2 separate regions of the Rattus norvegicus genome follow, and region 1 is linked to region 2. Evidence: chromatin contacts called from public Hi-C data. All regions are on one chromosome and are shown on one strand. Each heading gives the region's core, a stretch centred on a gene start, on an enhancer-like site or on the middle of the called end of the contact. The rest is flanking DNA. Distances are from core to core; before and after follow the strand shown. Region 1 holds the start of Arhgef16 (Rho guanine nucleotide exchange factor 16). Region 2 holds the start of Tprg1l (tumor protein p63 regulated 1-like).

Evidence for each region. A called contact is a pair of places that touch in the nucleus more often than the background predicts.
Region 1: a contact with region 2 is called in a Hi-C map of prefrontal cortex, with 4 times the contacts expected there. The contact joins the promoter of Arhgef16 here to the promoter of Tprg1l in region 2. A contact is called at or near these places in 4 of 12 Hi-C or Micro-C datasets (the A7r5 cell line, Schwann cells, mammary epithelial cells and 1 more).

Annotation. Positions count from the first base shown.
Region 1 is chr5:170,146,240-170,153,314 of GRCr8, reverse strand. Arhgef16 (Rho guanine nucleotide exchange factor 16) reads left to right here and starts at 4,691. Exons shown (of 16, transcript NM_001127591.1): 1 at 4,691-4,714.
Region 2 is chr5:170,004,141-170,011,193 of GRCr8, reverse strand. It overlaps Tprg1l (tumor protein p63 regulated 1-like), which reads left to right and starts at 3,410. Exons shown (of 4, transcript NM_001110318.2): 1 at 3,410-3,852; 2 at 3,940-4,116; 3 at 4,731-4,884; 4 at 5,575-6,617. The coding sequence starts at 3,578. The coding sequence ends at 5,769.

The DNA.
Region 1 (7,075 bases), core at 3,442-5,941, 140 kb before region 2:
AATTGCATTGACAAAGGAAGTCTCAGAAACGCCTATCACAGACTTTGTTCTCTGGTTAAGTCTCGTGACGAGTGTTTTAAGCAAGTGTAGCAAACTAAGAAAGGAAAAATACAAAATACATGATTTGAGTATTAAAGGGGCTCTAGGAAGTGAAACGGAGCTGAATCCTGTGTTGGAGGATATTAAATTGAATTAAGGGAGAAGTGACCTTGGGGCAAGATCCCACCCAGCTAAGTTTAGGTCCAGGCGTGATGGTACACACCTTTAATCCCAGGAGGCAAAGGGAAGCAGATCTGTGAGTTCAAGGCCTGGGACAGAGCAGGTTCTAGGTGAAGAAAAGCTTAAGTCCAGGCATAGTGTTACACTCCTGTTAATCCCAGGAGATAGACATGCAGATCTCTGAGTTCAAATCAGTCTACAGAGCAGCCAAGCTTAGGCAATGAAGGAGCTGGAGAGCAGAAAGTGATAGTGTAAAAGAACAAGGAGGGCAAGCAGCAAAACTCAGCAACTTTGGCCACGTGGCTCTGGCTTTAGAGTCAAGAATAGAAGGGACGACTGGGACAATTGATGCTTGGTCAGCTTGAGCTAAGAAATTAGTGGTGATTAACAAGAGACCAGCATCACTGAGGTGAAATCTTCAGGGAAGTGTTTTCTGAGAGCACAGAGAAGCTGTGTTCCAGAGACGGCCAAGTTTGTACCTCGTGCTGCAGCTGTCCTTGGTGATGTGTAAGAGTCACCCAGGTGGGACTGGTTTTGAAGGTATGAAGGGGTCATGGAAAGCAGCTGAGGCTGGGCACTGTGAGAGGCCAGGGAAGGCCATTGGTGGAGGTGCAGCCTCAGTTGCAGTTGATGGCCCAGGACTGAAGGGGTCATGCAAAGAAGTTGAGGCCTCACACCATGAAGAGACCCTATGAGAGGCTATTGGTGAAGCCTTCTTTTGGCAGAAGACCCCAGGGTTTTGGAGATGACAGTACCATGAATGACCACCAAGAACAGCAGCAGCAGTGGAGTGGAGTCAACCAGAGCCTAGAGTCCTACAGAGGCTAGAGCTGGAGATGTGACCCGAGTCCTTTGGAGAAGCCCAGAAGCTCGTGTGTCGATCCCAGACATTGGAACAAGAAGCCATGAGACTGAAGTTCCCTTGGAGACCTCAAGATGTTAGAGATGCCAGAGCCGTGAGCTATCTGCTGAGGGAAGCTGCTAACGGGGAGTGGAACCAGCCCAGGAGAAAGAAGTGTGTTGCAGTCAACAAAGATGAAAAGGAGTTGAGATCTGAAGACGGCTTTGACATCAGACACGGAGATGGCAGAGTTTGGAGTTTGCCCAGCTGGGTTCCTGTCTGGCTTTGGGGATTATGGTTAAGCGATTGGATAGATCTATCTCAGAAGAGACTTTGAACTTCAGACTTATAACATTGGTGAGACTGATATAGACTATGTGGCTTTGACAGTTGTAGTAAATGTATTTTTGCATCATGCTATGTTTAGGTATGGCCCCTTAGATTCATGTGTTTGAACAAGCCTACGGGGGCCAGGGAGTGGAATGTTATGGTTTATATATGCTCAGCCCAGTGAGGGGCACTATTAGGTGTGGCCTTGTTGGAGTGGGTGTGGCCTTGTTGGAATGGGTATGGCCTTGTTAGAGTGGGTGTGGCCTTGTTGGAGTGGGTGTGGCCTTGTTGGAGTGGGTGTGGCCTTGTTGGAGTAGGTGTTTCACTGTGGGCTTGGGCTTTAAGACCCTCCTTAGCTTCCTGGAAGCCAGTATTCTTTTAGCAGCTTTCAGATGAAGATGTAGAACTCTCAGCTCTGCCTGCACCATGCCTGCCTGGATGCTGCTATGTTCCTGCCTTGATGATAATGGACTGAACCTCTGAACCTGTAAGCCAGCCCCAGTGAAATGTCCTTATAAGAGGTGCCTTGGTCATGGTGTCTCTGTTCACAGCAGTAAAACCCTGACTAAGACACTCCTAAAGACTCTTCAACTTTTCAAAAATGGTGCTTGAACATTACGGTTGAGTCATAAATGTAAGATGTACATCTCTATACAAACATATACATATATACAGACAGACACACAGATGACACACATAGACACACACAACTGGGCTCAGACACACGTGCACGCACACACGCCTGACAGACAGACAGACTGAGAGGGATAGGCACACCTGGCTATTGCCAGGTAACTGTGGGGCAGAGCCTAGAAGGAATGCTAACACAGATGTGTGCGTGCACACACACCTGGGCCCCAGACGCACATGCAGGGATAGTTTCAGGCTTCTTCCTTGCCCTCCTGACCTGAGACAAAGGCATGCAAGTCTTTTCCTAAAGAGAGAAAGGTGACCTCAATTCCAGCCTAATATCCTTAAAACACCACAGTCCTCCAGGAGAAGGCTAGACTTCAACTTCTGAGTCGTCGTCGTCGTCGTCATTGTGCGTCCCCCCCCACCCCCGTCACCCTCCCCCGCCTCCAGCCCCCAGCTCCCAGCCCTGGTCTGTTTTTCTGGGGATCTTTCTCAGTGCATGCCTTGCTATGCGCATTTCTGTCAGGCGTGGCGCTGAACACCTTTGGTCCCAGCACTTTCGAGTTAGAAGCAGCCAGATCTCTATGAGTTTGAGCCAGATTGATGTGCACAATGATTCCAGGTCAGCCTGGACTACACAATGAGATCCTGCCGCTAGAAAAAAAGGGGGGGGTGTTTTTCATCTGCTGATTCTGCCTGCAGAGTCTGCATTTTTCCCTGACGTTAACTGCCATCTTTTAACTCTTTAGGAGTCAGATACTAAGGGGGCAGCGATGAAACAGTGCCAAGCAAGAGCTGACCTGCGAGATCTTGCTGGGGAGGATGAGTTTGGTGGGTGCAGTACCACATAATGGCCTCGAGGGGTCAGCAACGAGCCGCTTTTCCCAGGAGCCGTCTAGCAATGTACCACCTGAGACCAGGGGAGTTCTTCCTCCAGTGTGACTGACACCCGTTTGGGCCTGGCCCTGTGGCCAACTCATGCCCTGCCCGGGTGATATCACACCGGAAAGAGCAGAGGATGGCACAAGCAAACCACCCAGCTTCAGAGCTGAGGTCGGAGGCTGAGGGCATAGGAAGACCAGGGCACAGGTAGTAGCTAGGCAGGAGTGTGAGCAGGGCATACTCCCCACACTGTTGGCCAATAAAATGCCAACCCAGAGTCCCCGGCACCACCTGTCAGAGGACCGATGTGTGAGGTCACAGGTCTTTCCTGAAAAACAGATGACAGAGATGAGTCAGGACAGGGACTAGTACTGACTGTGTCTCAGGACCTCAGGTTACAGCCAGGTCACCAGACATCCACTGTGTCCCTGTCATACACAGCCCAGGGCTCTGCCTGAGGGAGCCACAGTAAGAGGTGGCTGTATTAACAGATAAGGTCTCCATGGACAAGCTTCTCGCCGTTTTCTCCTCTTGTTCCAGCATGGTTGAGGTTCTGCTCTGATGGCCATGCTCTGAGGTGTCTTGCAGATATCAAACCAAAATAAAATGCCAGTTGTAATGGTGTCTGCCTTTAACCCCGGCTCTCTCGGGAACCTCGAACAGCCTGGGGAGGGTGAGTCTGACTGACCATACCCGGCAGAGGCAGGATGATCAAGGGTCGGGTCATTTCAGTCCTGATCATCCTGCCTCTAAAAGGACCCAGCTCTGGGATGGGAGCTGGACGCTCCCACCCTCTGCCTCCACCCCACCCTGCTCTGTGCTCTGTTCCCCACCTCACCCCCCCCCCCCACACACACACATGATTCTTGGCCCTTGCACTCACTGTGACTCTTGCCTGCCCAACTCCTCTCTCCCTTGATCTGAGCCACCCTTGGGAGCTCAGGTTTGATGCCACTTTGGAGGGTAATGGTGCAGGCCCCATCTTCTCCCACACAAGGAGCCGGACCCCTAAAGTCCACACGGGGGACGTTGTTATGTCCTCATTCTTTTTTTTTTTTTTCTTTCTTTTCTTTTCTTTTTTCGGAGCTGGGGACCGAACCCAGGGCCTTGCGCTTGCTAGGCAAGCGCTCTACCACGGAGCTAAATCCCCAACCCCTACGCTCTCATTCTTGAGGACACTACAAAGACTTGGTATCCAATTTCCTGAGCTCAGGAGAATCACGGCTGGATCCGTGTGGCTAGCAGAATTTCCAGCCGTCAGAGTTCTCTGTAAAATGGGGTGGTAGTGGTGGATAGGGTAGACCACGAAGGGTGTTCTGGAAGATCCTGGCCAGAGCTGCCCTGAAGCAGCCGGGAGCAAAGAATGCAGTGGGTGGGGCCTTCTTTCAACAAACAGGTTCCCGCAGGCCTGGGATTTCTCCGAAGGCTTCCTGGAGGAGGCGTCTGAGCTGGGAGAGAGGCGCAGGAAGGAAACGGGCGAAGAAGCCAGAGGGAGGAGGGTAGACAGTACCCGAGGGCGGACTCCGGCCTGAACCGCCAGAGGGGTCACGTGAACGCAGGCGGACCCAGGTAGTGCAGTGACGCAGCTGGCGCGGCCAGGTGAGGCGGCGGCGGTGCTGCAGGTGCGGAGCAGCCACCAGCGGAACCCACCTGGCTGCGGCTCCGCCCGCCAGTTCGCTCGCTCGCCGGCTCGCCCGCCAGCCTGCCGCGCAGGAAGTAGAGAGGGCGGGACCGGCTGGCCCCGGGACGCAGGGACCCAGCAGCACTACAGGCTGCACCCTCCCGGCCGCCCTTCCGCGGCGCGCACAGGTGAGCCTGGGGACCGAGAGTCAGTCGAGGGGAAGACCACCTGGGGCGCCCGGAGCACCTCTGCTCCACTCTCCCTCTCCGTTCCAGCTCCTCCCGACCTCGGGGACAGCGTCGCGCCCCGCCCTCTCGCTGGGGCTGCAAGCCGGGGATCTGGAGCCTAGCTGCCTGAGCCACGGTCCAAGGGACACTTCGCAGCGGACCTGGTTAGACGCTAGAACGCAGAGAATCCTGGGAAGTCCTGGGGGGCGTGGAAGTGACTCTTCCGGGAGCTAGAAAGACGATCTGTTTAGATGGGCTCCAAACAGGAGGGGTCTGACCCCCTCTTGCCCTTTCCCCACCTTGGTGGCTAGTCCTCTAGCCAGATTCCACAGTGCCTTCCAGTGGGAGAGGGCTTCCCCGGAAAGCAGCGGGTGTCACTTACAGACTGGTCCGTGGTGGGCACCTGTCCCCAACCCCCTACCTTGGTCCCCATATCTGTAAATCAGGAGCAGAGATCTATTTTGAGGTTGAGCAAGAAAGATGAACCCTGGCATGAGCCGGGATCTGAGTTGGTAGCCGCCGAGATGAGATCTTAGCGCCCTTCACATCACGCCTGGAGCCCAGACAGGAGCTGGTGGCCCCTAAGTGGATGCTTCCGTTTGTCACTTGAGTGACCAGCCGCAGGGTCCCAGCTACCGTGTGGGGCCATTCGTGACTATATGCTGGTTTGCCCTGATAGCATTGACTTCCTATTCAGGTGTGTGGGCACCCGGCTTGAAAGTTGCTATTTGTGAATTCAGACAAGCAGCTTCAGCCTCCGGTGGTGGGCCTTGGGTGGGCCTCGGGGCCTCGGTTTATCCATCGAATTCGTTAGTTGAACGTGCCGCTGTTTTGTTCCCATAGGCTCACAGAACGCCTGGTAGAGGGAAGGGTCTTAGGGCTTCTTTGAAAAAGTAAGAACTCAGCCAGCCAGAGAACAAAAAATGGAGAGAGCTAGGTAGATGCTCCCTGACATGCCCTTCTCCAAGCACCTAAAGCCAGAAAACCCTGGTTGGTTGGTTGGGTTTTTTGTTGTTGTTTTGTTTTGTTTTTTAAAGATTTATGTATCTGAGTACATTGTATGTCGCTGTCTTCAGACACACCAGAAGAGGGCATCAGATCCCATTACAGATGGTTGTGAGCCACCATGTGGTTGCTGGGAATTGAACTCAGAACCTCTGGAAGAGCAGCCAGTGCTCTTAACTGCTGAGCCATCTCTTCAGCCCTGGTTTTTTTTTTTTTTTAAAGATGTATTCATTTTATGTGTTTAAGTGTTGTGCACATATGTATGTGCACCATGGGTGTGCCCATGGAAGTCTTAAGAGGTCATTGGATCCCCCTGGGGTTAGGATGAGTTATAAGCTAAGCATGCGGGTGCTGGGACTTGAACCCAGGTCCTCTGCACGAGCAGCTGGTGCTCTTCTCTGTTGAGCCATCTCTCCAGCCCAGTAGCAAGAAACTTGTTAGGGTTATTCCAGGATGAGTATTCAGTGTTATACTTCCCACAGGGCAGTTACTCTTCACCCCCCATGTAAAGAAACTGAGTCCAGAGGTGAGACAGTTGCAGACAGACTGTAGCCACCTAGGTATGCTACATGGAAGGTGGTAGCTGCGTTTCTGTTTGACCACCTGGTCTGGAGGTTTTGGTTTGGTTTTAGTTTTGGTTTCCAGATCCATCTGCCATTGCCTGAGTTCTTTCGATCTCTGTGGCATCTTGCTCAGGTGACTGCCCCCACACACCCCCTCCCCCACTCCCAGCATCCTGAGTCCAGAATCCTGTCATCCACATCCAGTTCCTGGTTTGAGGACAACCATCTAGGTCAAGATAGGGCCTCAGAGCTTGGCTCCTCCCCTTGTGCTCTCACCGGCTGGGGCTTGACCCAGGCAGGTTACATTCCCTCCTCTAATACCCTCCTCGGGCTTCTAACTGCCTGTGGGAGAAGTTTGGGGAGGGGCTGAAGACACAGCTGGCTAGAGGGCACCTTTTGTGGGCCCGCTTTTTTTTCAAGCTGGTGAGCTGGGCAGCGGAGGCCCTGGCCGTAGGCTCCTATCAGGTCAAGACTCTGCTGCCCCAGAGTCAGGAAGCCTGCCCTGAGCTTAGGCTACTTGGGCTTTATGGAACATGCAGGGGATGATAGGTGGGTATCTTGGGCTAAGACTGGATGCGCCAGCTAGGCGAAGAGTGGCTAGCTATGATCGGGTTTTCCCCACTTCAGCTCCGGGAGCATTTGTTCCACTTGACTGTTACCGGCTGCTTTGTGCTCTGCAGTATCCTGGCCTCTGGCCTCAGACTGCCAGTGGGTGTAATCAACAGAGATGTTACAAGTTGACTCCAGGTGGGCA
Region 2 (7,053 bases), core at 2,161-4,660:
TTCAGAGTGGACAAAAGGTCAAAATAGCCAGTGTTCACATTTGTCATTGAGAAGCCATGGTTTTGGCAGTCCCCAATCTGAAAGGATTCCTGACCCTTTTCCTCACAGGCTGCTCCAGAAAGTTGTCTCTCCCTCTTGTCTAGCATGATCCCCACCACAAATTCCCCATCCTCCTGGGACCAGAGAGTCTCCTCCCCTTCCTGACACTTGGGCTTTGACTTAGAACACCCTGACTTTCCAATCTTAAGCTGTACTGTGGCTGCTGCGTGTCCCCTCTGCTCTGAACAGGTACAGAGCACCTGCTGTGATTCTATGAATGCTCTAAATGCCTCACACTGAAAATGGACAGTGATGTTTATCTCTTACACCTAGGATTCATACATGCCACAGATCGACGTCTGCTTATTGTGTTTTGAAGAAGTTATTTTTAGTTTATGTGCGTTGGTGTTTTTTTTTTTCTGTGTAAGGGAAGTGGATCCTGGATTTACAGTTGTGAGCTGCCATGTGGGTGCTGGGGATTGAACCCCGGTCCTTTGGAAGGGCAGTCAGTGTTTTTAACTGCAGAGCCATCTCTCCATCCCTGGTTTATTGTCTTATATATATTTATCTATTCATCTGCCCCTCCCTGTCAGCTCTCAGCTTTATGGGTGTCCAGCACACTCTCTGTAGAGGTCTCAGGACCTCTGTGGGGATTCGTGTCACCATGGCTGCTCCCACCAACATCCTGGAGACCTCGAGCTGTGAGCTGGATTCTCTAGAGAAGCCACACTGTGAAAGGTCCAGCAGGCTGAGTAGCCCTCACAACTGTCAAGGGACAGACTACAGGTCCAGAGCCAAAATGATCTTGGGCTCTCATTCACTGATGTGTCTCACATGTCTTGGTGACTGTTAGAAAGACTTTGGGGCCATATTGTCATAGCAATCCATTAGCTCCACCAACCCAGGCACACTGCTGGCACCCCTGTGAGAGCAGGAGCTCAGGGACATCTTACATGGCTTTCCTACTAATATGGACGTTCCCCTCTGATGCAGGAGCATGCTATGTGTATGTGTGGTGGTGGTGGATTACTGCTTGTATCCCTTGTCTGAAGCCACCATGACCCAAACACAAATACACTCACCGGCCTCCACACGGTCTCTAACCAGTATCCCCCCCCCCCCCCCCTGCTTATCCCTGCCTTTCTACACCATTTTTAACAGCCTCTAGCTCCTCCCAGAACCCAGAGGACAGGGTCTCTGGATGTTCGTTTCCTTCTATTTCAAACTGCTCCCTGCCTGCTTGCTCTGCGTGCACCTTGTCCCAAGCGGAGGGGGCCATCTTTTCCCCAAGACCACCTGCAGCCCTCGCCTCTAGGTCACGATGTCTGAGTGCTCGAGCGCACTGTTGTCTCTCTAGCAGAAGCTTCAGCATCGGGTAGTGTGGGGCTGGGCTGAAGCTCAGGCCCTGCTTAGCCCCCTCCCTGTAGACTTGGCTCAGGTTGCCTACCCCTAAATCCCACGGCCTTGGTCCCCAAAGCTCTAGGTTCTGATCCACACACACATGGTTCCCTTCCTACCCACTGTGCGTGGCCCTGGGATCAAGGTTGCCATTTTCGGGCCTTGCATAGGACACGTTGGCAGCTGCCCCACGGCTCCTCCCCGGACATTAAAGAGCGGTGTTCACTGTGGCTGAAAGCACTGGAGGCAGAGGTAGCTTGGCTCTCTCCTCTCCAACTAACCAGAAGCCCAAGGCCCAGGGTCAGGGTGGAGCTAGAACACAGGCACCGGTCCAGAAGTGCAAAGTTCTAGCTAGTCCTGTGTTGATGACGGGTGATGTGTCTACTCATCTGAGATGGTGACCTGCTGACACCTTGGTAAGAATACCAAGGTCCAACTTGGTGAACCAATGGGTTTACTGGGCTTAGAGGACTATGGGTGAGGGGTTACTTAGAGCAAAGGCAACTCACAAGCTGTTGTGTCACCGGAAGCACATCCTAGTGTGGGTGTGGACTCCAGAAGATGGAGCCCTGGAGCTTTCAGAGTAGGTAGCCAGGTGGGTAGGTGTCTCCCCTCAGCAGTTCTGTTTATATATCCTTGTGAGGGACTGGGCTTCACATCTGGTCAATTTCAGGGACTTCCTGAGTGTTTCATGAGTTTCCCTCCAGATTCAGGGGGCTGTGTGGCTGCAGACACTCATCTGTTTCCTCAACCCTAGTGTGTACAACAGTGGGAGGAACTCTGCCTCGGTTAGAGGGTCCAACATGCCTGTCATAAGCAAGGGGGTAGAAGCACAAACCTTCCCGAGTACAGCTTCCACATGCACCTGTGCACACAGATACACACAGAGCAGTATGACAGGTGTGGTGTGCACAGGACTGTGACAAAGCACAGAAGGCAACAAACCCAGATCCCTGGTGGACTGCAAGTCTTGCCCAGGGAGGTGTTTTGAACCAGGAATCCAGAACTGAACGCAGTATACTGGAGGCAAAAGGTTTTGGGGGTGGGGGTGGGGTAAGAGGGAACGTGACAGGAACAGGGACGCCAGAAGTGACCCCCTGGGTGAGGATTTGAAGACAGTGCAATGGAGCATGACTTGGGGTCAGCGCTGTTCCTAGAAGGAAAGCTGAGTTCAGGCTGTCCAGCATCTGGACACATGGAGTGCCCTGGGTCATGAAAAGGCCAGGGGATGTGACCAATATGAACTCTCTACATACACCATCCACTTAAATGGAGCCATTATCCCACTGTGAACCTGCTGGGATGGAGGAAACGGGCTAGGAAGGGCTTCTGTCCCAGGGAGGAGCTGCAGGGCCCGAGTATCCAATGACATTTCCTTCCACCCCCCCACCCCATCCCCCCACAGTAGCACTCTTTAGTGATGTGGTAGCTTACTTGTGTGTTTTCATGCCCAATACGAACAAATGTCTGACATCCATCTCTAACCTACACACCCGTATCTCCACAGTGTGCATAAACCCTACAAAGCCACATCCCACGGTGCCCACACCCAAGGAATGCTGCGCACTCTTGAGAAGCCTCTATCTGGGCTGCCCTGACACAGGGTGTCCACAATCCTCAGACTCGTACACGCCCATGCCCACACTTCCACACACCCCAGGCACGCACAGCTCCCAGGTGCGCCGAACACCTCCGCCTAGCGCCACAGCCAGAAGCGCATCATAACCCCTGAGAAGGTGAAAGGCACCGAGCCAATGCGAGGACACACTGTCGGGGCAACGCCCCTCGCGCGAGCGCCACAAGCACCGCCTTCTGCGCGAGTCCAAGGCGTCATCTGTCCGGAACCCGCGACCCGCATTTTCTCGTAGCCTTTCCTGTAAACAGGAAGTGGCTCCGCTCGTGGAGGCCGCTTCCGGCCCGGGGTGGGCCGCCGTAATTAAGAACGGCAGCACGCTCGAGCCAATCGCAGAAGATGACTTGGCGAAAAGCCAATCGTGAGACGCAGCCGACGGAGCTGGAGGCGTGTCCAGAAGGCGGGACTTATGCAGCGCAGCCAACCACAAGGCGGACGAGGGAGGGCGGGGCGCGGCTGCTGACGGCTGGGCGGCGGCCGTCGGTGGAGCCGGCCGGTGGCGGCGTGATGCTACAGCTGCGGGACACAGTGGACTCGGCAGGCACGAGCCCCACGGCGGTGCTGGCGGCCGGCGAGGATGCGGGCGCCGGACGGCAGGGGGCGGGCACGCCGCTGCGCCAGACTCTGTGGCCGCTGAACGTCCACGACCCAACACGCCGCGCCCGCGTCAAGGAGTACTTCGTGTTCCGACCCGGCACTATCGAGCAGGCGGTGGAGGAGATCCGCGCCGTGGTACGGCCCGTGGAGGACGGCGAGATCCAGGGGGTGTGGCTGCTGACCGAGTAAGCCAGAGCGAGGGCGCTGTGGGGACACCGGGCGGAAGCGGGAGGTCGGGGCCCTTGGTGATGGGCGGTCTCTCTTCCCTCCAGGGTGGACCACTGGAACAACGAGAAGGAGCGGCTGGTGCTGGTCACCGACCAGTCTTTGCTCATCTGCAAATATGACTTCATCAGCCTTCAGTGTCAGCAGGTGGTCAGGGTGGCGCTCAGTGCAGTAGACACCATCTCCTGTGGAGAATTCCAGTTTCCTCCAAAGTCGCTCAACAAGTAGGTGCCCCAGCGAATCCTTAAGTAGTATTGTTCCACTCTCTTGTGAGGTAAAGGTCACAAGGAGGACCAGTAGAAAGGACCTTAAAGTAGAAGCTGGTGATTTCAGTGTGGCCTCTTGAAAGGGATGCTGGCACAGTTGGCCACTCTGCAGGCACTAAAATCCATTCATTTAAATACCGTTAAGATACTTGGAAGCAGAGCCCACTGTCAAAAGCTGTGTAGGGAATCTGGGAATTTTACCTCCAGCAGGAGGGAGACACAGGACATGTGCTCAGTAGTACTTAAAATCCGTTGCTAACAGCCACTCTTCAGGGGCTGGTTGGCTTGCTATAAAAGAATTATTTGAATAGGGACTCCACGAAGCGAATGGCTACAAACTTAAGCACCATTCAGTAACATTGAGAACAAACACGGCTGTAATTGGGCCGGGTTGAACTGTGTTACATAGGCGGTATACAAGACTCAGCATCACCAAGACATTGACTTGTTACACTTCGAAGGTGTGTGACATTGTTACACCAAGCCTCAGCTTCCCTGGCAATCCCTGAAACTTGGTGCAATGCCGTCTGTATTCCTGTGGTAAGCAAGGCTTTCTCCCCGTCCCCCATCAGGCGAGAAGGCTTTGGCGTTCGCATTCAGTGGGACAAGCAGAGCCGCCCTTCTTTCATCAACAGATGGAACCCCTGGTCTACAAACATGCCCTATGCCACCTTCATAGAACACCCAATGGCTGGCATGGATGAGAAGACAGCGTCTCTGTGCCATGTAAGCAGACCAAGGCCTGTGGTCCCTAGCAGTGACAGCTATAGGCCCCTAGAGTGTGAACCCTAAAAGTGCAGCTCCACAGTGGGAAGCTAGGTGGTGCTGTTTAGGAACAGGGAGTCCCCATCCCATTGCAGGATGCTCAGTCTGGATTGGGAGGTGAGCTTGCACACAGGATTGGTGAGGCTTGGCGAGGGCTGCTGGAGTACCAGGGAGGGGTGCTGAGGGGCACTGAGCACTGGACAGGTTACAGTAGGTCCGAGAAAGCCCTGTCACTTGGTGACATCATAGTCCAAATAAATTCCTCCATCTGTGATGCCGTCAGTCAGCATGTCTGTTAGCGCGTTAGTGCTTAGTGCCGTGCCACCTCAAAGCACGTGTGTCTGTAGAAAAGACTTACCGCCTGCTGTGCTGGCAGCACCTTGCCTCAGGCTGCCAAGTCCCTCGACTGCATCTTTAGAGATAGACTGGTACCCTCTAGACTGGACTTGAGGCAGGGAGGCAGGTCCCGTCATCCTGTTCACTCAGGATGAGCCACTTGATGACACAGCTTGTAGAACCCAGCCTGTCATCAGTGGTGTCATCAGTATGTGGTGTTTGGAAGGATTTGAACTTCTCAGAAGCCTCGTTTACCCGTGGAGTACTGTTGTCTTAGCTTGAGGGTAAGACTCCATGTTTATTCTCTCTTTAAAGTTGGAAAGCTTCAAGGCTCTCCTAATCCAAGCTGTCAAGAAAGCCCAGAAGGAAAGCCCACTGCCAGGGCAGGCGAACAACGTGCTGGTGCTGGACCGCCCTCTCCTCATCGAGACCTACGTGGGGCTGATGTCCTTCATTAACAATGAAGCCAAGCTGGGCTACTCCATGACCAGGGGCAAGATAGGCTTCTAGACAGCTGTGCCCCAGGAAACCAAGGTGGTGGGGACTCCGTGTGCCACCTGTCGACACCTACCGTGGCTGGAGGAACAAGGGCATTGTCCTGTTATGTGTCCAGTTAGAATAGTCAAGTGGACCGTGTATATTTAGTTGGATATTGGACACCTTGGCAACACGATCTCAGCCAGGCAGACTCGGCTGCCCCCATACCACTGTGTTCCTTCTGTAACACCATGCGCTCCCTCCTCCAGCATGCCAAGCACGGTGTACCCACCCACTTGTGCAGTGTTGACTGTTGAATACAGCAGAGTGCAGGGAGCGGCTTCCGCACATGCACACATTAACTCTCCCCGCCAAGTGCTCTATTTTAAAATTCAGTCCCCCCCTTTTTTTAAATGCTAACTATAATAACAGCCAGCAGACAGGTCACTAAGAAAGACAGTCTGCCTGGCCAGCTCCTAGTGAATATGCCTTTCTGTGAATGTTTGACTTAGGATCTCACTTTATAAATTAATGCAGGTTGTGGTAAGTAGCCCCTTCCGCGAGTCTTGGTGGTGGGTCTACATCATCCCGTCTCTGTTTAAAAGGGACTGATGAGCTGGGTTTCCAAGTGCATGCTTAGAGCAGCGAGCGCCCGGGAGCCTCGCTGAGCACCACTGAGCTTTGGCGCGCAGCCACATGCAGCTTGCCACTGTAGCTCTGGCCTTGCAAATACACTGTAGATGTCACTTTATACCTCTAGCTTTAAGTTAACCGGCATGGATGTGAGCAGAATGTCATGGCCTGTTCAAGAGGAAAGGTGACCTCAGATGCACCTGTCTTCAGCCTGTGCTTTTGTTCTAGTAAAGACAATTAAAACCAAATGGAGTTGCTCCTTTTTGAAGTTATTGTCACAAAAACAGGTGTGCCAAAGACTGTCTTGAGGCCTGAGGCTGCACCTGGCTGGCTGTGGACCCTTGCTAGCTCAGTCCTCCTTACAGAAACTCAGATGGCCACCAGTGTGGACATGCTGGTCTGTCTGCTTTCAAGGCACTTGTTAGAGATAGAGGCATGTTGGGTAGGCTGAGCACTTCCACTCTTCCTGGCAGGGACCCAGGCCTCCCTGCAGAACTTGCATGCAAGGCCAGAGAGACCTGTCCAACTGTTGTGGGATTCACAGCTCACATGGGGACAGGTGCAGACGTTGGGGCCTTGCAGCTGCAGGAGGGCTGACCGTCCACCCCTGTCCCACAGCATACTGACTGGAAGCGGCTCGGGAACAACAAAGGATGATAAGGCAGGTTGCTGTCATTACTTCAG